2 separate regions of the Sus scrofa genome follow, and region 1 is linked to region 2. Evidence: chromatin contacts called from public Hi-C data. All regions are on one chromosome and are shown on one strand. Each heading gives the region's core, a stretch centred on a gene start, on an enhancer-like site or on the middle of the called end of the contact. The rest is flanking DNA. Distances are from core to core; before and after follow the strand shown.

Region 1 (2,700 bases), core at 44-2,543, 48 kb after region 2:
TCCTTTCTGCCCCGTCAGCGTTTTCCATCCTGGCATAAATTAGGTGCACGCTAGCCATTTCATTAAGAAATGATGTCTCTGATGTGACGTGTCGGCTTTCCAGAGGCGGACAGAAAAGCCTGCTTGTGGCTGGGGACAGCCACTTCCCCTCCATTCAGTGACTGCGCCTGTGACACCTGGCCGTTCAGGCGGGGAGACGGTGGCGGGGGGGGGGCAAACAGCCTCACTAGACGCGCCACTGCAGACGACGATGACGACGAGACTGTAGCTGAATGATCAACAGCTTCCTTTCTTCCTCCCCACCCCCACGCCTGGTGCTGGAACATTCCAGACATCTGGAATTATGACTGGTTAAATGCAGTCAAACACAGATTTCTTTTTGTGGAAATATTCTGATCTAAGACCCAGGAGGGCAGGGATATTGGGTAATTGCCATCCGTGCAATAAACATATTATGGAAGTTTATAAACTTGGCCAATCTCTTGGCTGCTTTAGGCTTCTGGTGTGCCTGGGATGGCTTTGATTTTGAAATCACTTAGACGATAGGCAGACTTTCCTTCTCCTCGCGTTTGCAGTACAATCTGATAAACACATCTGTGACAAGTCCTGTTTGGGGTAGTTTGGGGCAGACCGAAAGGATAGAGTACTTTTTACGAAATAAATACCTACATTAGAAAAGCATGTCTGTGACTCGACCAGCGTTGGGAAGAATGGAAAATAGCACGAGATATTCCATGCACACTTTAGCTAATCTCCCTTTTAGACAGAAGAAATTCAAATGAGCCTCTGCCATTAAAACTTTGATTATCAGAAACTTCGTCTTAATCAGAGCTTGCCGTAAACTCTGTGTGCTCAGCTGACTTGTGTATTTAACATTCTTGATATTCTCCGCTGTTCCAATTATCCAAATTTTTTCTTAAACTCAATTTCCCAGGGCCTCGTGGTGTTCAGCTAATCAAGCTTTAACTTTTTTTTTTTTTTTTAAGTGTTTATCTCCCGAGCTCTCTATACACACTGTGTGTGTAGACGCACAGGCACCAGATCGAAGGCGATGTCAGGATGCTTGATGGGTGACCCGAGGCGTGGTATTTGCCCCTGCAGGGGCAACCCACGTCAGGGCCCTGGGGGAACCTCTCCCTGCCTCTTCCCGGTGCCACCCACCCTCCGCGAGACCCGAGTCCCGACCAGAAATACTAGGAGGGCAGAGGGCGCGTTCCGTGGACATATTTTGCTGGCTGCTGGCTTCCCTCTGCCGCCTCCTCAGTGGCTCAGAAAGATTAGCCTTGAGGAATGTGGTCAGCACACCCTGCACGCATAACTCAGCCCGGAACATCCCAGCAGACAATCACAGGAAATGCTGCCTGTCATGACGACGTGCACGCTCACGCATCAGTCCCCAGACACGCCGCACGTCGCAGCGCGCGCACACACACGTGCACACACCCCGCGCCCCCGGACTCACGTTCCCGCCCCCCCCACTCCCTGCACGTGCCCTGCATGCACTTGGGCCCCCACCCCAGTGCTTAGGGGAGAGGATCCACCCCCCACCTCTAAAATCGCTGTGGCTACTTCCCTTCCCATTCTACGTTTGGTCCGCAAGGGTCAAGAATTGTTGAGAAAGTCGATCTTGGCCTCATTCCAAGGGCCGGAAGGGTTGGGGCCAGAGATTGTGTTATTTCAGTTGTGGGAGGGGGAGGCCCGCTACGGCGTGCCTGGGATCCGGCACGATCGCATCCCGCAGCCCGGCCGCCGGGGGCCAAATGTCCACGCAGCAACGTCTGCGCATGCCCACCAAGTCCCACTGCCCTTTGAACCAAGCTCTGTTCTGCCCCTGGAATGTTCTTGTGATCCCCCTGTCTCTGCCTATTGAAATCTTCCCCTTTCCTCAGTGCCTCGCGCGAGCCCCACCTCCCCTGAAGAGGCCAGCTGGAAATGATCTCGCTCATTTCAACTCTTAAAGCCTTTATTTTCTAGAGCACTCACTGCTCCCAAAGTAAACGCTGCTATTGGGCATCTGGGGGGTTTTGTGTGTGCAGGTGAGGGCAGCAACTTTGTCCTCCTCTGCCTCCCGATGCAGCCTAAGTATGATGATTCGCACATAAAAGGCGCTCCACAAATGTTTGTGGATGATGATAAGACCAACAGCCAGCATTAATTGAGCACGTACTGTGGGGCCAGGCACTTACCCAGATGATGCTATTTAGTGTTTTGGGTTTTGATTAAATACATTTTTATATATACAATTTTTTTTGGTCTTTTGTCTTTTTAGGGCCGCACCCACAGCATATGGAGGTTCCCAGGCTAGGGGTCTAATCCAAGCTGTAGCCGCTGGCCTACACCACAGCCACAGCAATGCAGGATCCGAGCTGTGTCTGCAACTTACACGGCAGCTCACGGCCAATGCCGGATCCTCAACCCACTGAGGCCAGGGATTGAACCTGCAACCTCATGGTTCCTAGTCAGATTTGTTTCCACTGCACCATGACGGGAACTCCTATATATACAATAGTTTTGGCTGCGCCCGAGGCACACAGATGTTCCTGGGCCAGGGATCGAACCCGAACCACAGCAGTGACAATGCCGGGTCCTTAACTGTTAGGCCACTGGGGAGTTCCTATATATATTTTAATATATTCGCTTTATAAAAAAATTAAAATGTAATACATGAAGAAGTGAAAGCCTTTCCCATTCCACTCTCTA
Region 2 (2,700 bases), core at 60-2,559:
CACGGCTCCGCGCCTTTCCCGCGTGGCGTCGGAGAGGAGCGTGGGAGGGTTTCCCGTCCAAGGCCTGGCCACACTCTCCACTTTTCCAGGCCTCGGACTTGAACCTCGTGGACTATGGAGCAGAGGAGGACACTTCTTCGGGCCCCTCTGGGGAGGAGGGGTACCGAAGTCAGGCATTCTCAAGGGCTCCGGCGAATGGCCAAGTTTGTGTCCTTTCCCTCCCACGCTGGAGTAGCGCTCGCCACTTTGGGGAAGCGTGAGACTCCTCATCCCCGGCCACGAGGCCATCCCTGTCTTCAAGGTGGGGCCGATGGTCTCTCTTCAGCACCCTCTCCCGCTCTGCGGCTCCTGCACGGCTCCTACAGTCCGGGGAGGCCCCCAGAGACGGCCCGCGCCTTCTCTCGCCCGCTCTTCCGGGGGGGGGGGAGGCGCGTGGGTCGTGTGCCCTACGACTCCAGCCCGCAGCCTCCGCGGAGCCGCCTCGGCAGCCCTCCCCGCCCGGAGTCGCCCTGCGGGATGCAGCCTCCCCCACGCGTAATGAGGCACCCCTGGGACGCAGGCAGGGATGGCGGTTCCGGTCGTTCCGGGATTTGCGTGCAAGAAGAAAACAAGGCCGGCGACTACAGGAGCGGCGCCTCCATTCTTGAGGTTCAGACGCCCGCGCGGTCTCCGCGTCGGTCCCGCTATCGCCACTCCTGTCTGGGGGGCCCGCTTCTGTACCCCCCGCCACCCCCCAGGAATCCCTCGTCCCGCCCGCGCCGCACCACGCGGAGCTCCGAGCACGCCGGCTCCCACCCCAGCCCCTCCATAACTCGCGCGCCTTCCTCGCCCCGGGCTCGGGCGCCACTCGCTCTCAGCGCCCGGAGTACGCCGGTTCCACCCTCGGCTGCGAAAGCCGCCGCCCCGTGCCACCCCCGCCCGGCCCGGCCCTTGTCCCAGCCCGGCTCCCCCGCCAGCTGCGCCGCCACCGCCGCACGTGACCCGCCCCCGTCGCGGCTTCCGCTGAGCTGCCTGTTCCGGAGCACAAACAATTTCTGCTCTGACGCGGGGTCTCTCGGGCCCCGGCGTCCTCTCCTCCCTGCCTCCCCCCCTTCCGGGTACGAGAACTCAAAACAACTCGCTGACCTTCGGGCCGACCAGCTCTGGCTTCCACCGACTCCGGCATTCCGTTCAAACCTTGCAGCGGCAGCTTCTAAGATTTCACTCCGCGCTGGGCTGGGGGGAGGGAGGGATTTATCCGGGAGGGGATGTCTCAGATCGAAAGAGCCACTTCACGCTCCTTCCTCTCCTCCGAAGTGAGTTTTTAGACTATCCGGAGGCCCTGGGGAAAGCCGCGCGCGAAGAAAGCCCCCCCCACCCCAACACACACACACACACACACACACACACACACACACACACACACACGCCGCCTTGACTAGCGCCTGACCTGATTTCCAGGGCCACAGCCTAGCGGCAGAGGGTCTAGCCAGCCTCGGGTCTGGCTGGCCTCGGAAATACTCTAAGCAGTGGATCAGAGCTCGGGTGAGGTGGGGGGATTGTGCTAAACAGTAATAGTAGCTCCCACTTCGGCGCTGTGCTGAGTACTTTACAAGCCCTCCTGCTTTACAGATCAGGAAACTGAGGCATCGAGAAAGCTCAGTTAAATGACTCTGTGAGAGTACTCCAGCTAGTAAGTGACTTGGAATATGAACCTGGGTCTCCCAGAGCCCCGGGCGGTTTAAACATTATGCTAGTTCTCACCTTGGAGTAAAAAGTACAGGCCCAGCTACAAAACGTAGTGTTTGCTTCCAGGCTATATATTTTCCATGTTGCATGGTGACTGGCACATAGTAGGCACCTAATAACTATTGGTGAAGTGAGTATCTGAATAAACGATAGACGGAATCACTGACGGTAAGTGGTTTTAGAGAAAACAGCCCCGAGCACTGTTCCTTCTAAGAGGACTGTTACACCTTAATAAATTCTCTAGCTGTTTTTTGACTGTTTGCAGATAACAGGAAACTCTTATTCAAAAATATATTAACCTCCCACCCCTACCCCCCAGCCAATCAGCCCGGCAGCATTTGAACTTGCTGGGGCACATAGCCAAAGCAGCTTTTACTTGGTCTCAGCCATTTCCCCCCCCACACACACACCTGTTCCTTCTCTGTAGGCTTCTGCTCGGGGTCAGGCAGCCTGGAACTGCATTTGAAATGATTCTGAACATATAACAGGAAAGGAGTGTACACCCACCAAACAAGGTTCAGTAGCTTCCCTTCCACAGGCTGCCGGTGGTGGTGGTGGCGGCGGCGGTGGCGGCGGTGGTGGTGGCGGCGTGGGGGCGGGGAGCGTGACTTCCAGCTCAGTGGCTATTTTTTAACTTACAGACCACGTAAGGAACACTGTGATCGGTGCATCTGTGCGGCTCACTCCGGAGTCCCAGCCCTCACCAGCTGCGTGGTGACATCTCTTGGAAGGCATTATCTACCTTAACCCACGATTCTGAGATGCTGGGCAGGGGGACTGCCTTTGCCATCTGGAGAGCCGCTACCTGTCCTGCTCCTTCCGGTGGCCCGAGAGAGGGTGCGATTTTAAAAAATTCATATATGCAGGTAATCCAATAGAATGCACTTGTATACCGTATCGTTATCTCTTCCCCACCCCGCCACCCCGTTTTCTAAACCAAACCAGTTGTCCCTTCTGTGTCACTGATCAGGC

What was found. A called contact is a pair of places that touch in the nucleus more often than the background predicts.
Region 1: a contact with region 2 is called in a Hi-C map of liver, with 3 times the contacts expected there. The contact joins the enhancer-like site here to the promoter of BCOR in region 2. A contact is called at or near these places in 3 of 47 Hi-C or Micro-C datasets (heart right ventricle, liver and skeletal muscle) and 1 of 2 datasets of contacts at active chromatin or transcription factors (skeletal muscle).

The regions. Positions count from the first base shown.
Region 1 is chrX:35,937,483-35,940,182 of Sscrofa11.1, forward strand. The region is part of intron 1 of LOC110257747 (a long non-coding RNA gene); the gene reads left to right. Among named protein-coding and RNA genes, the nearest start is that of BCOR, 48 kb to the left of the region's middle. Within about 2 kb of position 1,294, at least 19 of the 83 cell types and tissues checked have an H3K27ac peak or open chromatin away from gene starts, as enhancers often do. A contact at or near this core is called in liver, where this site is marked.
Region 2 is chrX:35,889,704-35,892,403 of Sscrofa11.1, forward strand. BCOR (BCL-6 corepressor) reads right to left here and starts at 1,310. Exons shown (of 14, transcript XM_021079595.1): 1 at 1,126-1,310. LOC106506945 reads left to right here. Exons shown (of 4, transcript XM_021079602.1): 1 at 1-1,097; 2 at 2,370-2,594.